Regions from separate parts of the Sus scrofa genome. Here region 2 is linked to region 1. Evidence: chromatin contacts called from public Hi-C data. All regions are on one chromosome and are shown on one strand. The core of a region is the stretch at or near the end of the contact, and the rest is flanking DNA. Distances in the headings are between cores, read along the strand shown. Region 1 holds the start of ACOX1 (acyl-CoA oxidase 1, palmitoyl). Region 2 holds the start of MRPL38 (39S ribosomal protein L38, mitochondrial).

What was found. Hi-C and Micro-C count contacts between places; a contact is called where the count stands out from the background.
Region 2: a Hi-C map of liver shows a contact between it and region 1, with 4 times the contacts expected there. The contact joins the promoter of MRPL38 here to the promoter of ACOX1 in region 1. A contact is called at or near these places in 2 of 5 promoter capture datasets (fetal liver and liver), 12 of 47 Hi-C or Micro-C datasets (alveolar macrophages, embryonic fibroblasts, fetal heart ventricle and 6 more) and 2 of 2 datasets of contacts at active chromatin or transcription factors (alveolar macrophages and skeletal muscle).

What each region holds. Positions count from the first base shown.
Region 1 is chr12:5,448,999-5,453,562 of Sscrofa11.1, forward strand. ACOX1 (acyl-CoA oxidase 1, palmitoyl) reads left to right here and starts at 2,276. Exons shown (of 14, transcript NM_001101028.1): 1 at 2,276-2,404; 2 at 2,691-2,850. The coding sequence starts at 2,296. TEN1 (CST complex subunit TEN1) reads right to left here and starts at 2,142. Exons shown (of 4, transcript XM_003131187.4): 1 at 1,877-2,142.
Region 2 is chr12:5,511,232-5,516,142 of Sscrofa11.1, forward strand. MRPL38 (39S ribosomal protein L38, mitochondrial) reads left to right here and starts at 3,189. Exons shown (of 9, transcript XM_003131188.4): 1 at 3,189-3,459; 2 at 3,576-3,755. The coding sequence starts at 3,393.

The DNA of each region.
Region 1 (4,564 bases), core at 1,026-3,525:
AGAGCCAGCTTTTTTGTTTGTTTGTCTTTTCTAGGGCCACACCCACTGCATATAGAGGTTCCCAGGCCAGGGGTCCAATCAGAGCTGTAACTGCCGGCCTATGCCAGAGCCACAGCAACACGGGATCCGAGCTGTGTCTGTCACCTACACCACAGCTCATGGCAATGCTGGATCCTTAACCTGCTGAGTGAGGCCAGGGATCAAACCCGAAACCTCATGGTTCCTAGTCGGATTCGTTAACCACTGAGCCACGACGAGAACTCCCAGAGCCAGCTTCTGACAAGAGGAAGACACGGTAGCCAAACAAATAGTTTAATGCCGGGGGTATTAACAACAACATCAGTTATCCATGACTTGCCCAGGTACATTGGAACCTGAGCCAAAAAGAACAATCGGTAATAATGTTTCTGTCTCTTTAAAATTTTGGTTTTTTAGGGCCGCACCTGCGGCATAGGGAGGTTCCCAGGCTAGGGGTCCAATCGGAGCTGTAGCTGTTGGCCTATGCCACAGCCACAGCAACTAGGGATCTGAGCCAAGTCTGGGACCTACACCACAGTTCACTGCAACAGACAACACCGGATCCTTAACCTGCTGAGCAAGGCCAGGGATCGATCCCGAGTCCTCATAGACACTAGTCTGGTTCACTAACTGCTGAGCCACGATGGGAACTCCAACTTTTTGTGTTTTATTCATCATAGATTTTCCTGCATTTTGACTTTTTTAAATGTCTTATTAAAATAACTACTAGTCTTTTTTTTTTTTTTTTTGTCTTTTTGCTATTTCTTGGGCCGCTCCCGCGGCGTATGGAGGTTCCCAGGCTAGGGGTCCAATCGGAGCTGTAGCCACTGGCCTACACCAGAGCCACAGCAACGCGGGATCTGAGCCTCATCTGCAATCTACACCACAGCTCACGGCAACGCCGGATCGTTAACCCGCTGAGCAAGGGCAGGGATCGAACCCGCAACCTCATGGTTCCTAGTCGGATTCGTTCACCACTGCGCCACGACGGGAACTCCTAACTACTAATCTTGATTCGTTTTTTGGTGCTCCCTTTTGTCTGAGGTGAATGCCTCACTCACCGTACTTATTGCCAGGACTGTTACTAAAAACTGATGCAATAAGGAACAGCTTGCAAGTGTACAGTTTTTAATTTATTTTTATTTATTTTTTAAAGGGCATTAGTTATGTTGTTACAAAGGTAGATGAAAGATACAGATGTGTAGTGTGCCATTACCTGATCACCCTGGCATGAAGTCAAAAAGTAACTAAAATAAGCAAATCATTCAATAGCATGTTAAGTATTTTACTGAGCAATTCTTTAGGGATCAAAATAAAAAACCACGACTGGTTGACAGTGGCTGTTTCTGAGGATAGGCAACTTGAGCTTTTCATTACAAATCCTCCTACACTAGTTCTTTGATGACGACGATAATTGTGAAACAGAAAAGTCTGGATTCCAAGACCTGTGAACACACAGTTCTAAGTCTCACTCCAAGTCCACACCCACCCAGAAACGGTGGGTGGGGGGAAGCACCTGCAATTCCACACCCAGCTCCTCGCAGCCCTTGCCTCCGGCAGCAAAGATACCATTATCTTAACAAAAGACAGCTGGAGCCTCTCCCCGGTGCAACTTTGGACCCCGTCTTTTCCTTTTTTCCTCCAACCTTGGATAGTTTCGCGGAATCCTACGACCTCCCCCAGCAACTGCGCAAGGCCCACAGGCGCATCGCCCGCAGCCCTAGAGGTTCCGGCCACCGGCGTTTCCGGGGAGGCCTTTAGCGGACGGACCCCGAAGCGGCGGGGCGGGCAGGTCCCAAGGCGCAGGCGCAGTCCTCCTCCGACGCGGTGCCCCGCCCCTTCCCCGCCCGTCGCTAACCTGTCAGGGCGTCGGGGGGGCTTCACGTTGCCTCTTTCCGCCCAGCGTGATCACGTGACGGGTGAGGGGTTAGGTTACCGAGAGCTCCCGGCTTGTCCCCCCTCTGCAGTTTCTCGACCTTCTTCCGGGCACCCCCTTGCCCGGGGGCCGCTCTGAGGCTCCTCTCGCCGAGAGGCAGGGACTCACCCGCCCCGAGGCTCTCACTGGCGCCTCCTCCGCCTCGGCCGCGGCAGTCACGCGGCGCGGGAGAAAGGGCGGGCCCGGGCGGGCGGAGGCGAGCGGGGGCGGGGACTCGCGCCGTCCTGGGCGGCCCTTAGGGCTGGCGCCGCGCTGGAGGTGCAGATAACCCGCTGGTGCTGCCCTCGCTGCTGCTGTCTCCGCCGCCTCCCCGACCTCCGCTGCCTCTGCTGGCTGTCACCATGAACCAGGACCTACAGAAGGAGCGAGCCGCCGCCAGCTTCAACCCGGAGCTGCTCACACACGTCCTGGACGGCAGTCCAGAGAATACCCGGCGCCGCCGAGAGATCGGTGAGGACGGCGGGCCGGGCCTCCCTCCCCGCCCTTCCCGGAGCAAAGCTTGAGACTCCCACCGGGAGGAGTCAGAGCGGCTGTGAGGCGTAGGCCGCAACCTCCGGCTCAGCTTTAGGGGAACCGGGAAACCCCCTCCCCACACTTTTAGAGATGCTTGTGGCGGGGGAATCGCCCATCCTGAGAGGGGATCTGTACCCGTAAGTCCGAAACCTGCTGTGATCCGGGGAGCTGTAACAGAGCCTTGAATCTGTGTTTCTCTTGATACCCTATCATTCTTTTCCAGAAAACATGATTCTGAGTGACCCAGACCTGCAGCATGAGGACCTGAACTTCCTCAGTCGAAGCCAGCGTTACGAGGTGGCTGTTAAGAAGAGCGCCACCACGGTGAAGAAGATAAGGGAGTTTGGCCTCGCAGACCCAGATGAAATCCTGTGGTTTAAAAAGTAGGTATGCGGAGCTTTCCCGTGGAGGATCCGAGGTAACTAACCCGACTAGTATCCCTGAGGATGCAGGTTGGACCCCTGGCCTCCCTGAGTGGGTTAAGGATCAGGAGTTGCAGTGAGCTGTTGCAGGTCTGCAGCTGCTGCTCGAATTTGACCTCTAGCCTGGGAACTTCCATATGCAGCTGGTGTGGCGCTAAAAAGACAAAAAAGACCCCCCCCCCCAAAAAAAGGTACGTGTGTCTTAGTTTACATCAAGTGCCCAAGCCCAAACTAAAGCCACAATCTGTGGTGTCCTTTTTCTCTTGTTTGGCGTTTGAAGACTCAAATTGGCATATTTTCACACCACTTTAAAGTTGTAAGTATGAGAAATAAGGTTTCCGCTTACATTTAAGCCTTTTCAGTGGATGACATTTGTACAAAGCTTATAATGGAGATGCTGTAATAGGATTTCAAGAATCATACAAATTCTGTCCACGTGTGTCAATTTTGAGTGATTTAAATGCAGAATGACTTTGCTGTTTGTAAGAAGGAGGCCTGCTGAATCTAGAAGCTAAATTGGGAAGGAATTTTTTTTCTCAGCTGCAAAGACCAAACATTTAAATATTTTAGAGCAATAACAGATTGTATTTTCACATGATAGTGTAGCTCTTGAGTTTAATAATGGAAAATAGGGATGGATGAAAAAGAACTTGAGTCAAACCTCAGAATGGATATAAGGATTCAGCATTTTTTAATCTGGTAACGGTGTTTAAATGGCTCTTATGTGAGTGAATAGACACCTCATAAAACATGCCTTGGTCCTACTCTTGAAAACTGACCTTTTTTCAGACCATCTGCTTTTGGTTGTGTTTTTTTCATTAGAAAGAAAACACAAACTTTTTTTTGTTTGTCTTTAAACAGTATAATTATAGGAACCTAGTACAAGATTCCTTTGGCCTATAACATCTCTTAACAGTTTTTGTTTGTTCCTGTTTTAGGTTCCTACATATTAGGTTTTAGGTTTCTACATTTTAGAACTCCACTATTTTCATCAATAAAGAGCAAATGAGGAGTTCCCGTTGTGGCCCAGCGGTAATGAACCTGACTAGGATCTGTGAGGACCTGGGTTTGATCCCTGGCCTTGATCAGTGGGTTAATGATCCGGCATTGCCATGAGCTGTGGTGTGGGTCATGGACAAGGCTCCGATCTGGCGTTGCTGTGGCTGTGGTGTAGACCAGCAGCTATAGCTCAACCCCTAGCCTGGGAACCTCCATACGCCTCAGGTGTGGCCCTAAAAAAAAGGCAAAGAGTAAATAATGTGAATGGTACTTATTTAAGAGCCAAGAAAAGTGGAACATGGTACAGGTTCTGCCTTTTTGTAGCAATAGTCATTATTCCTTTTTACTGCTGCCTTTAATACATTTGGTATCTAATTATTTTTAACTCCATCGGGTTATTATTTTCAAGAGGAAATGATTTACTTTGACCCTTAGGATCACACTCAGAACTCCTTTCCATTTTGGTTATAAAAACATGGTTAATTTATTTTCGATAGCCTAAATCAGAGTACTTAGCAACTTCCAAATGCTCTTTTTTTTTTTTTTTTTTTTTAATTTTTCAAGTTTGTAACCCCTGGCTGTGAGGCTATCGAGGTGGAATAACTCCTAGCTTCTGTTTCTGATTTACCTGAGTTGGGTTTGTCACCTCGTTAGTATGATTTAATTCTTCCCTTAA
Region 2 (4,911 bases), core at 1,939-4,438, 63 kb after region 1:
ACTACCTCTAGAGCGGCTTCTCTCACCTTCCATCGGGGAGCAGGAAGGTGACAGAGAACAGTGCCACGTGGGCCGTGAGCGGGCGCAGATGCAGCTCTGCCCTCTTTCAGAGCAACTTTCAGGGGGTCTTCACCTTGGACCCAGTCAATTGCTCTATTTCTTCCTTTTTTGGGGGGGTGGGGGCTAGTGGCATGTGGAAGTTCTGGACCCAGGGATCAAACCCAAGCCACAGCAGTGACCTGCACCATTGCAGTGACAATGCAAGCTTCTTAACCTGCTGTGCCAAAAGTGAACTCCTAAATCACTCTATTCTTAATGACTGGATTCTTAGAATTTGCCTCGGCTCATCAAAGTTTGAACTTCTTTCTTAGAAAGGTTTGCTCTGTAGTCTTGTTAGTTATGAGGAAACTGGCCTGGTCTGGGACGCCGGGCTCTGCACTCTCCAAACCCGCTGGCTGCGCTGCGGGCCGCGCAAAGGTACGATCATCACTCCTCCTTCACGCGTGAAGGGACGAGACTCAGAGATGAAATAACCTGCCCAAGGTGGCCCCGCAGATAGCAGGACCCGGGTTTGAGTTCTGCCTGGGCGGGTTCCAAGGCCCCGTGCACTCAGCCACACCACTCTGCTGCCTCCTGGGTTAATGATCCCGCGTTGCTGTGGCTTTGGTATAGGCTGGTGGCTACAGCTCCGATTGGAGCCCTAGCCTGGGAACCTCCATATGCCCCAGGAACAGTCCTAAAAAGCAAAAAAAAAAACAAAAAAGTAAGGAGTAACGGAGAACTGAGCCACGTGATTGACCAGCCAACGCTCTGCCTCTGCTTCGGAGACCCTGTGTTTCTTCATCCTAAGAGGGGCAGGCTGTGGTGGGGGTGGGTTTAGAGGCAAGTAGTAGAGGATCCAGAAACAAAGGGAAAAGATCAAACAGCAAAGGAGGCCAGATGTAAACACCCTCAGAATATTAAAAGGACAAGCGTCCCTGTGTGCCTCCCAGCCTGAGTGTGCACACAATCCCGATCTGCTCACAACTTGCGGCTCTGCTGTCCGTTCAGCAGGATTTCACGAAATAATAAGCCATGACTCTTGAGGGGCAGGATGGGGTCTTATTGACCTTAACATCTAGTAGATGTGCACTGATGGGTGACGTGGCAGTGAGTTGAGCTGTTTGGCTGCTGTTCATGAAAGCCAAATTCAAGTTGGGGCCACTTGCTGCTGGATGAAGAGACCCCTCACACCATTCCAGTGTTAATATGAGGACCAAGCTTCTGCTAGCACCAGAGCATCGAGACAGGTCACCACCCTGGTTGGGACATCAGGAAAGGCTTCCTGAAAGGACCACTGCTCGGACTCTGGGAGGTGGCCAGGCAACGGGGAAAGGTTAGGAGTGGCAGGCAGAAGGGAGAGCATGTGCAAAGGTCCTGTGCCAGAGAGAGAGAAGTGCTGAAGAAGTGAAAAGTGAAATCGAGTTTATGATTCATTTCTCTATCCAAAACTTTATTCCCTTTCATGTACCCTCTGGCCTCAATCCTGGGCTAACTGAACACATTATCAACCTGAGTCCAATGGCCGAAACTGCTGCTGTTGATAACATCACCAAAGCACTAAAGTTGCTATGATAGATAGCACTGTGTAAACTCAGTTGTTTTTCCAGGGCAAGATGACCTAACAGATCCCCGAACCATTGACCACCTGTCCAAAGATCCCTAAACCAGAGACAAATGATTCCCCAAACTGCAGGTCACAAGGCAATGATTAACCCCAGCTTCTTTGTTCGTCCCTTAAAAAAAATTTAAAAAAAAACGCAGTTCTCGATGGTAACAAACCCAACTAGAATCCACGAGAACATGGGTTAAATCCCTGGCCTTGTTCAGGGGGTTAAGGATCTGCGTTGCTGTGGCTGTGGTATAGGCTACCAGCTGTAGCTCTGATCTGACCCCTAGCCTGGGAACCTCCATATGCCCCTGGTGCAGCCCTAAAAAACAATAATAACTCAAAGCAAGGTGAGGGAGTTCCCTAGTAGTTAGGACTTGGCACTTCCATGGCTATGGCCCGGGTTCCATCCCTGGTTTGGGAACTGAGATCCCACATCAAGCTGCTGCACATGGTGGTCAAAAAAAAAAAAAGTTAAAGTGAATCTGAGGCTTGTCTTCCACTCCCTTGCTCGGTGTGACAATACTTTTACCTTGTTGCAAACCCACCATCAGAGTTTGGCTTTTGGCACCTTGGGCACATGAGCCCTTGCCTGCTTACAAAGAATTGGGTTGAGTTCCAGGACAGAGGGGCCAGAGCAGAAGTGGGGCCAGATCACCTGGGGTATCAAGTTTTATCTTGTTAGAACTGGATCAGGAGAGCCATGCAGCTCTGAAACGATTTAGGCAGAAACACTGTCTTGACCAGGTCACTTCTGTGTGGATGATAGAAACGCAGGATCCAAGCCACATCTGTGACCTATACCACAGCTCGCGGCAATGCCGGATCCTTAATCCACTGAGCGAGGCCAGGGATTGAACCCACAACCTCGTGGTTCCTGGTCAGATTTGTTTCCGCTGGGCCACGACAGGAACTCCTCTTTCTTTTCTTTTTAAGGCCACACCTGTGGCATACGGGTTTCCCCGAGAGGGGATAGAATAGGAGCTTCAACTGCCAGCCTACACCACAGCCACAGCCACACCACCAGCCCCATCTGGGACCTAAGCCTCTGCAGCACGTGGCAAGGCCGGATCCTTAACCCACTGAGTGAGGCCAGGGTTTGAACCCACATCCTCATGGATACTAGTAGGGTTCTTAACCCACTAAGCCACAATGGGAACTCCCCATCTACCCCCTTTAAACCACACTAGGAGGGAAACACTGTTAGCACTCGCATTTTTTTTCCAAACGAGGTCACACACAATCTGGGATTTGAACCCAAGCAGGCGGACTCCTGAATGCATCCTCGCACCTCCTCCTGCCTGTGCTGCCACACCAACTGGGAGCTCAGGATGCCGCCGCCTTTAAGGATGGGTGACCCTTATGAGCAGGACCCAGGGCCCCACAGAGCGCCAACCTCTCGAGTGGAGGCGGAAGCCCGCCGACGGCCCCAAGTCTGTACCTCCCCCTGGTGGCAGGCTGCGAGCCGGGGGCCCACACCGCTCGCAGCTCCGCCCCGCCGCCCACCGGGCACTTCCGGAGGCCGCCCGCCCTGGGCGACGGCCAGCTCTGGCCTGGAGGCAGGAGCTCGTGGATTCCGGGAAGGTCTTGGGGCTTGAGTGGGGGCGGGGCTTTAGGGCTCGGGGCGGGGCTTTAGGGCTCGGGGCGGGGCCTGCGCCGTGCGCTCAGGCGCGGCTCCGGCCACCTCTGCCGGGTCCTGCGGGCGGCGGCGGCGGCGGCGGCGGCGGCGGCGGCCTGAGCGAAGATGGCGGCGCCCTGGTGGCGAGCCGCGCTGTGCGCAAGTCGGCGGTGGCGGGGCTTCAGCACCTCAGGTGAGGGCTCTTGCAGGTCCCCGAAGAGCTGAACCCTGGGGCTTGAGCCCGCGTTCGCCTCCCGCCTCCGCGAGGCCGGCCCGGAGCCTGCCTGACGTCCCGCTCTCTGTCCGCAGCCGCCCTGAGCCGCCGGGCCGCTCCGCTGGGGCCGATGCCCAACGAGGACATCGATGTGAGCGACCTAGAGCGACTGAAGAAGTACCGCAGCTTCGACCGCTACCGGCGCCGGGCGGAGCAGGAGGCGCGGAAGCCGCATTGGTGGCGGACCTACCGGGAGCATTTCGGGGAGGAGTCAGGTGCGGGGAGGAGCTGGGCTGTGACCCCGCCTTCCGGGGACTCGGGGGAGGGGGCCTGCCCGCATTCCCGTCCGCACTGGGGTGGTTTAGTCCCTCCAGGATTTTTCACACCCTCTGGTCCTTGTATCTGGAAAATTCCCTTCCGTCAGAATGTGAGAGTTCCCCTTAGATATTTCTACTCCTAAAATGCTTTCCTGAGCAGCCCCCTCACCCCCCCACCCATTCCAGATTAGAGTGCCCTTCTGTGCACTCTTCGTGTAGTCCCGGCCACACATGACCGCCATGGATCTTGCACGCGCACAGTGCTTGGCACGTAGGTGTGCAATACTTTGCTGAATTAAACTAAAAGCCCTGGGCAAAATGACCCAGGATTCCTGCCTTTGAGGGACCTACACTTAGTGAGTGCATCCTTTTAGAAGGCATTTATGGGAGTTCCCCTTGTGGCCCAGGGGTAACGAACCCGACTAGTGTCCATGAAGACGCGGGTTCCATCCCTGGCCTCGCTCAGTGGGTAGGATCTGGTGTTGCTGTGAGCCGTGGTGTAGGCTGCAGCTGTAGCTCTGACTAGACCCCTAGCCTGGGAACTTGCATATGCCCTGGATTCAGTCCTACTGAAAAAAAAGCTAGGCATTTATGGGTGGAGTTTTAATGGTGTGGTTAAGGGCACACACATGGAATCTACAAAGTTGTTAAACAAAAATCAGCCTCTTGGGAGTGACTTTCCTGAGGCTGAATTTCCTCAGTTTACAATTTTAATAAAATGAATGATTATGCTGGAGTTCCCGCCTTGGTGCAGTGGGTTAAGAATCCGACAGCAGGAGTTCCCGTCGTGGCGCAGTGGTTAACGAATCCGACTAGGAACCATGAGGTTGCGGGTTCGATCCCTGCCCTTGCTCAGTGAGTTAACGATCCGGTGTTGCCGTGAGCTGTGGTGTAGGTTGCAGATGCGGCTCGGATCCCGAGTTGCTGTGGCTCTGGCGTAGGCCGGTGGCTACAGCTCCGATTCAATCCCTAGCCTGGGAACCTCCATATGCCGCTGGAGCGGCCCAAAGAAATAGCAAAAAGACAAAAAAAAAAAAGGTTAAGAATCCGACAGCAGCTGCTCAGGTTGCTGCTGAAGAACAGGTTCAATCCCTGGTCGCAGTGGGTTGAAGGC